Linked DNA regions of Sus scrofa: regions 1 and 3 are each linked to region 2. A link is a contact called in public Hi-C and HiChIP or PLAC-seq data. All regions are on one chromosome and are shown on one strand. Each heading gives the region's core, a stretch centred on a gene start, on an enhancer-like site or on the middle of the called end of the contact. The rest is flanking DNA. Distances are from core to core; before and after follow the strand shown.

Region 1 (2,700 bases), core at 39-2,538, 140 kb after region 2:
ACATCTGACTATACCTATATCTATCTATCTAATCTCTTCCTTACCAGAAGGCTCACTCTGTACCCCCACACTTATAATTTAACGACAGGACAGACGGTGGAAGGAACCCTGGCTATCGACATTCTAACCTTGAATTTGGCAGGAGAAGGCGAGAGGGAAAATCATCTTTAAGCCTCTCAGTGCTATTTCTTATTCCAATATGAATTCCTTCTTTAATGTCTAGTTAGTCTAAAAACAGTATAGAGTCTACACAACTTGGAAAACCTTATTTTTCCTGCCCACTTTTCTAGAATAAAAAAAAAAATCTGAGTATATGATTTGCTCATCATTCGATTTTCCACACAAATGAGGGAAACAGTGGTGACATACGTTATTCTAAAGCTTTAATTTTATGGCTCAAGAACACAATCGGAAACGTACATGCCTGGACAAAGCGACCTTCCTCTGTGTTCGATCCTGTGTCATTTCTGTGTGGACATAAGTGGACAATCTCTGAAGAGGCAGCCGAAAACTGGATGCATGCCATGTTCTTCCAATCAGTCGCAGCTCACTATTTTCCAGTGAGCGTTCCTTTCGGTAAAGGCTCTTTCGGTTAATGGAAACCTTGGTCAAGGTCACCATGAATTGAAGAAGATCATTTGATTTGGAGACGGAAGAAGATTTAGTGTCTCTGTAAGCGGATTCTCGACTTACCCTCAAGGTCAGGCCACAACTTCAGGCCTCAGTGTCCCCATTCTCAACACTGTGACAGAGACGATTGTACGTCTTCTTTGCCAATCTATTATAAGTCCCACATTAAACAGGAAACATACAACAATTAAACCTTCAGATATTATCTGTGAAAGGTGGCCCATTATCTCATATGTAAAACTTGAGAGTCTTGAGAAAATACTGGAATTATGAATAAATCCCAAACAAAAAAATAATTAAGAGGTTATTGGCAGTAAGATCCATGAAAGGCATGGGGCTTATTGCAGACTTACTTCTTCAGACCAGAAAAAAAAAAAATGTTTTAAAAAATAACCCAGGTGGCGAAGAACATTCCAATTTTTCTCCTTGTATATAAAAAGCTCCTTGCAAAACATCAGGGAAACTACAATCTGTTCCCCAAACGAGTCAACTACGCATCATCCTGTTTCTTTCTTTTTTTCTTTTTTTTCCTTTTTTTCCTGACCAGAGTTGTAGATCTTTATAAAGTTTGGGAAAATGAAACCTCACAGTTGTCTTTTCTCTAAATAGAAACCCTTCCTCTTAGCAAAGTTCAGCACCTGCTCCATCACAGCCAAGACTTAACTTGTAGACCAGCTGGCAGTGTGATTAGTCAGCTGCTCCACAGAGATATTATTTGGAACTACTACTGAGTGAGTATTTTTTGCTATTAAAAAAATTGATATGCCTGGTCTATTCAATTGCTGGGAACCAGTTATGCTACATTGAGTAACTGTACTAAAACTCTGGATTCAGTCCATAATCTTTCAATCAGCTTTGATTCCATTTTCTTTAAACCCTTAAGCATATTTTTGTAAGAGCATTTTTGAATGATATTTTAAATATGAGGGAAGGAGTTGGATAATAGAACATTTATTACCAGATTTGTATAGCAAGCAATCTATCCTAAAAAAGACCAGTGCTTTGCAGAAACACCGAAAAGACTTTTCAGTCCTGGAGCCAACATCTACCTGTTAACCACGTGACTTTGGGCTCATTTCTTAACTTTGTGGTGACTCTAAGCAAAAAACACTGGATAATAATATCTACTTTACAGGTCTGTCCTGAGAATTAGACAAAAATACAAGTACCAGAATATAAATGTAAGGAAAGACGTCGAGTCTAGTACAACAATTATAATTGCTATGCTTAATAAGATTATTAAGTGCCAAATAGAATTTCTAAAGGTTGTGAATCTGTTGAGTCAGTGTGTCAAAGTTCAAATACAGATGCCATCTGCTACGGACAAGGTACCGTGCGAGGTGCTGGAAATAAGAAAGGGACTCCAACTGACAGGCTGTCTGATCTTAGGAGGCTTACAGATGCTTGGACTATAGACAGGCAGCGGCACAGAATGTAGAACAGAAATGCAATGACATCTACAATCATACAGGTGAACTTTGGCCTATGAGGGGAGGAATGGCCAGATAGTTCTACAAAAACTTAAGAGGGGAGTGAACAATGTGCAGAGTGAAAAACAAGGTAGGGAAATAAAAGCCTGGGTTTAATAATCAAACGTGGAGCTGACACTGTCAGCTGTGAAGGGACAAAGTCCAGGGTGGTCCTGGGAGTGGGCATCTGAGATGTGGCTGAGCTGCGGCCACTGCATGGCCGAGATCATCCCTCCAAGGAAGCCCTGGTCCAGGTGAGCAGGTGACCTGACTCCACCATGGAGCTCGGAGCTTCTCTGAAGGGAGTTGACCAAAGGCTGGCTGATGCCACAGTAAAGCACATATAAGTGTCTCCATGCATATGTGTATATGTAAATATACAAAATAACTACGTGAATATTAATGATAGTAATGGTAGCCAAATGACGATAATTTTAAGATTTCTAAGTATGCATGTTCCAGCTATCTTTCAAAGTGCTTTTCATATATTAACGAATTTTCACAACAAACAAAAAATAGATACCCTCATGCCAGCTAACAGATGGCAGTGTAATGAAGTAACGTAAGCAATGTAATGAAGTGGAGAGTCTAAGCCAGGCAG
Region 2 (2,700 bases), core at 192-2,691:
ATTTCTGATAGTCTTTTGTTTTTAATCATTTGTTATGTGCGCTTTCATTTTTTACACACATTAAGCATCCTTGCAGTCTCTCCCGGACAACTTCCATCTCTGCATTCTGCGTGTGTTTGAACGCTGCTTGCTCCCATTCCCAATGGCAGGCTCCCATCTGTGATATTTCTGATGGTTAGTTTATGCTCCATGAAACTTTATCTTTTATAATCTTAGGACTCATTAGAGAGCCCAGGCCTTTCTGGGAGGATCTGGTTTAGCTGCAGCCCAGTTCCTGACACTGTCAATTCATGACCACGTGAAACAACATTCTAGACTCAAGACTAGGCAGTTGCACACAGCGGGAGTGAAACATGGCCCCAAACTCAAGTGAAGATCGGTTTATGATTACAGATGCTTAGGAGTCACATTTCTACCTAGAGTGAAAACAGAAGAGGCAACTACGCCTCACACTTGCTCCTAAGAGGGAATCATGTTCCATGACGCTGCTTTATGTAGAATTCTATGGTTTAATTTTCAACCTCGACAAGGCCCGAAACTCATCAGCACTCTCCAGTGTTTGCCGAGTCTGAGTCTCTAACTCTCATGGTCAGCTTACAGAATGTTCTCTTTGGAGTCCAGCCTTCCCTTTTTGGCACATAAACTTCTCCTTACTGTGTTTCAGCACAGCTGTTCTTTTAAAAATATGTGTTCGTAATTTCATCCAGTAAAAGCGTTATATAGTGTGCACTGCAAGGATTTTTTAGAGGATGTCGGTTCACTTTGCTGTCAGAAATATAAATTAATTTATCCTAAACTTTATGTATCAATACATAAGGTAGGTGGGATATTCAACAAGTAAAGAACCCCACTTAACACAGTATTTCTCTTTGGCTGGTTTGAAGCTACATCCTTAAAGATGGAAGATTGTCTATTCTGCTATGCTGCATCCTTCCAATTAATATGAAGGTACACAGAGCGAGACAGTCAAAGACTGAAGTAGATTTTCAAAAGACCTCCCATTGCTGTAAAGATGCTATGGAGATTGCAACGTTATACATACAGAGGATGTGAATTATTATTCAGTGTAGTTGTATCTACATAGCATGTATGCTATGACATAAACATATTATATTTGTAGCTATATAAAATTCTACTTAAGGATTCTGCCTATAAAATATATACACTTTAATTTCATCCCTGCAGCCCACTTGCAAGACTGTATTATGCCTTAATATCTGTGAGTGACATACAAGTCATTAGTGTTCCTTAGGATTTGCATGAATAAAAATCTGTTCAGTGTCCCTAGTCCCATTTGATGCAGGGTGATTGTTAGGGCTGTTCACTGTCATCTCCGAGGCCTTAGAAGGATCCACAGACGGGAGAAAGAAGGCAGGTCTAACGATCCTGCTCAAACACTCTACCTGTTGCTACCGACAGACTCTGTTCCTCAGAGAAGGTATTAACTGCCAGCTGGCTGTGACAGTTTGTAAGTTAACACTGGCATTTGTGTTGGCGCCATAACGGTATTTACAGCTCAGAAAACACATACAGCCAGATTAGGATGGACCCAAGGATTTTCAAAGTAGAAACTCTAACAATAGGCAAATTACAGACATGACCGTAATGATACAATTATTTTAAGAAGAACGTTAGTACTTAGGGAACCATTCGACAAATAGCTTCTCTGTGTGAAATAGACGGCATGTGTTTGCAAAGAGAAAGGTGATCGCAGGGAACAGACAATGGCGGTTCTGTTTAGAGCTGGTCACCCACTCTACGTTTCTCTAACAAGAGCAATTCTGAAAGGTATGGACTGTAAACGCAAAATATCACAGCTTTAGGAAAAAGATGAACCTTATAGCTTGGTTCTTTTCTTTCGCCAGACTCTGAACTGGTACTTCTTTACACTCCATGACTATCAGCTCATGAGGAATTTAAATTATCATGTTTTAACATAGTTACCAAAAGAGGTTACGTCTTTAGGAAAGTGCCTCTGGAAGGAAATGGTGCAGGTAAAATTTTTGGTAATATTATGAACGGTTTCGAATGAACACTTTTTGTAAATATAGTCAGATTGGAAAAAAAGTCAACTAGCAATTGGTTTCTATTTTAATTTCCCAAAAACACTGGCGATGCCGTAATGGAAGGACGGATTTGACCAGTACTTACTGCTGTGGTCCCAGGGCAGTTTGGAGACTGGCACTCACCACTCATCCGGTTTGGGATCAAGACATCGTCCCAGCAAGAAGGACCCTGTGAGAAGGAAGGAAAACAGCATATACTTGGTGCTCAGACTGTAACACCCACATCTTCCCTAATACATTTGCTAAGATCTACTTATGTGATAAAACACTAACGAAAGTAAGATGGCATCCGCCAAGTCTTCAAAATATGATTCACCGGGATTCTCAGGACCCTTTTGGGGGATCTAGTAGGTCAAAATCATCTTCATGAATGAACTGAGATGCTGTTCGGCCACTGCTCCAAACATCTATCGCATGCACGCGTAGTAGTTTCCCCAATGCAGTTACATTTTATTCTTTAAAACCCTAAGGGAATAATTTTCTTATGTTCACTGCTATTTCGAGGGATGACTTTTCGATGAAAACACAAGTGCAGGTTATATGCAAAAGCACTCTCTGTGGGCAGCAAGGGGAACGCGGAGGCCCGCCTGGAGGCCCGGCTGCTGCAGGTGGCCAGCTAAGCAGACGTCTTCAT
Region 3 (2,700 bases), core at 131-2,630, 200 kb after region 2:
ATGGAATAGATGATCCTACCTAAAAAACAGAAACAGACCATGGCCAAGGAGAGCAGACTTGGGGTTCCCAGGGGGGAAAGGAGAGGAAGTGGGAGGGATGGGCATTTTGGGGTTTTTTTTTGGATGCAAACTGTTGTATTTGGAATGGATAGGCAATGGGGCCCTACCGTACGGCACAGGGAAAAGTATGTGATTGGGTCATGCTGCTTTACAACAGAACTTGAAGAAACATTATAAATCAACTATATTTTAATAATAAAAATAAAAGAAATAAAAATAAATGACTACCTTCCCCCCAAAAAGTTAGAGCATTAACATTCCAAGAATCAGAGTGTAATAACACACCTCTAATACCAAAGGTAGTGAATTTAGTTTTATCTTTTGGGGTTGAGGAAACACTTTTAAGATCTTACAGAAGTTCAGAAATATCATTTGGAAAATTAATTATGATTCAATAGATTTAGAAGGTGTAGGAGATTGGGCTGGATTCTGCGTATTACCTAAAAAGTGAATTAAAAATGAAGGTCCAGAGAGTATACTTGTCCTGAGGGTTTCAATTTCTTTTATAAAATGGACATTTTGCACACTCCCATAGGTGGAACAAAGATTCCTGAATTAGATGTAAATTTTTTGGAAGCTCTGAGTCTTACAAAACAACACCTTCAATACATGTTTCACAAAATTTACAAAGTTTTAAAAGAGGTTATTACAGAAAGTCGACTTTTACCACTCCATGTGTAATTTTTTCTTTATCTTCCTTCTAACCAAATCAAGAAAATGGAATACTGCCTGCACTTCTGGCATGCTCCATTAATTAGAATGCTTGGACGAGTCCCACAATGGACCTTACCAGCTGGAAATATCCTGCCTCGGGTCAAGTGCAAATCTTGCCATCTTGGCACTTGTCCTGCATCCTCCAGAAGGCTTCAGGGCTCCAAGGGCAAAAATGTAAATTCTCTACCGTCCTGGGGCCTGAGGCCCCCAGGAGAGGGGCACACGCACATCACACACTGTAGAGGCCTTGTATGGAGAGCACACGGTCACAGAGACCTCATGTAGTCTAAGCCGAAAATTCCCTACCCTTTTAGTCACAGTATGACTCTGCAGAGGGGACATTAGGAAAATCGAAACATCCTGGGGCAACCGGCAAGCACCCACTGAACCTTAGTGATTTTAACATCGTCACTTTCCACCATTCTCCCCCACAGATCCTTCCTTACTAACTTCTTATGTTTTAAAACAAACAAACAACAACAGCAACCAAGGACACTTCCCACAGAGTCACATGTGCCAAGCCAGGCACTGAAAGAAGCAGAGTGAGAAGGTCAGCCTCGGTCAGTCTTGCCCATTTCCGGCATAAGCTCACCCACCCAGCCAACTAGGAGACATTGCTGAGGTCAGCTGCTCACACACACAGCATCTTCCTCCCTGTAATCCTGTCACCCATAGAAGGACACACTGGCACTCCTTCCAGCTTTACGCAACTGCATGTCTCTTATGCATTTAAGGAAAAAAAAAAAAATGCACCATATGCAGAACGCTTTCTTAAACACCAGCAGAGAAAGTAAGATGTGACTGACAGTTTTCGGAGCTGTTTTTTGTCACGGAGACTTTGGGCACTCAGAGCTCCCCACAAAGATCTTTCGGATGCCACGAATCCTCTGCAGCCGTAACATAATCCAGCCAGGGCTCGCTCTCTCTGAACATTCCACAGGCTCCCCTACCTCTCAGGGTGTGACCGACCTCTTCCCCGTCCTCCTCCAAGCCCCCAACAGCGACAAATTCTTCTTATCTTTTAGAGCCCACCTAGGATGCCTGTCTAGCCTCCCCTCCTCTAAGTCCCCATATTACACTGATTTACGATCTTGATCTTCCCATTAACCCTTGCATATCCTGTTATCAAGAAGTTCTTTGAAGTTCTGACCCACACTATAACACAAGCGGATATGAAAGACATCAGGCTAAGTGAAATAAGCCAGGCACAAAAAGACATACAGAGTATGATTCCACTTATATAAAGTATCTACAGTAGTCCAGTTCATAGAGATGAAAAGTAGAACTGTGGCGCCAGGGGCTGCAGGCCAGGGAAACAGAGAGCAGTTAATGGCTACCAGGCTTCAGTTTTGCAAAATGGAAAACTTTTGGAAATTGATTGCATAACAGTGTGAATATCCTGGCGTTTCCTGGTTGCCTAAGTGGTTAAAGATCTGGCATTGTCACTGCAGTAGCTTGGGTTTGATCCCTGGCCTGGAAACTTCTGTATGCTGTAGGCACAGCCAAAAAAAAAAAAAAAGTGAATATCCTTAACACTGCTGAATTGTACACTTAGAAATGGTTAAAATGGTAAATTTTATGTTTTGTGTTCTTTTACCATAATAATAACAATAATAATAAAAAGTACTCAGAAGACGGCTGAAAATACCAAACGAGACAGCTATTTATTTAACACCTGTGCCATTCTGTGTGGAGTGCTTGATCATCTCTAACTCCCTGCTTATCAGGTTCTGACTTCCGTAGGCTTAGCACTGTTGCTGGTTCTCTGCACACCCCGTGGCACACAGCACGTGCTCTCCTCATGCAGTTACGGACCATTTGTCCCCACCACATGTGATGAACTTGTAAGAGTTGAAGAGTTGTAAGAGTCATTTTACATGTTGAATAAAACTTCGGCAGTATGATAACACATCCAGTACCATCCAT

Evidence for each region. A called contact is a pair of places that touch in the nucleus more often than the background predicts. HiChIP or PLAC-seq counts read pairs in DNA pulled down with a chosen protein or histone mark.
Region 1: an H3K27ac HiChIP or PLAC-seq map of skeletal muscle shows a contact between it and region 2. The contact joins two enhancer-like sites. A contact is called at or near these places in 1 of 47 Hi-C or Micro-C datasets (skeletal muscle) and 1 of 2 datasets of contacts at active chromatin or transcription factors (skeletal muscle).
Region 3: a Hi-C map of skeletal muscle shows a contact between it and region 2, with 11 times the contacts expected there. The contact joins two enhancer-like sites. A contact is called at or near these places in 1 of 47 Hi-C or Micro-C datasets (skeletal muscle) and 1 of 2 datasets of contacts at active chromatin or transcription factors (skeletal muscle).

Annotation. Positions count from the first base shown.
Region 1 is chr1:5,925,174-5,927,873 of Sscrofa11.1, reverse strand. The region is part of intron 3 of PRKN (parkin RBR E3 ubiquitin protein ligase); the gene reads right to left. Among named protein-coding and RNA genes, the nearest start is that of PRKN, 230 kb to the right of the region's middle. Within about 2 kb of position 1,288, at least 1 of the 83 cell types and tissues checked has an H3K27ac peak or open chromatin away from gene starts, as enhancers often do. A contact at or near this core is called in skeletal muscle, where this site is marked.
Region 2 is chr1:6,068,167-6,070,866 of Sscrofa11.1, reverse strand. It overlaps PRKN (parkin RBR E3 ubiquitin protein ligase), which reads right to left. Exons shown (of 11, transcript NM_001044603.2): 4 at 2,152-2,235. Among named protein-coding and RNA genes, the nearest start is that of PRKN, 370 kb to the right of the region's middle. Within about 2 kb of position 1,441, at least 3 of the 83 cell types and tissues checked have an H3K27ac peak or open chromatin away from gene starts, as enhancers often do. A contact at or near this core is called in skeletal muscle, where this site is marked.
Region 3 is chr1:5,865,506-5,868,205 of Sscrofa11.1, reverse strand. The region is part of intron 2 of PRKN (parkin RBR E3 ubiquitin protein ligase); the gene reads right to left. Among named protein-coding and RNA genes, the nearest start is that of PRKN, 170 kb to the right of the region's middle. Within about 2 kb of position 1,380, at least 7 of the 83 cell types and tissues checked have an H3K27ac peak or open chromatin away from gene starts, as enhancers often do. A contact at or near this core is called in skeletal muscle, where this site is marked.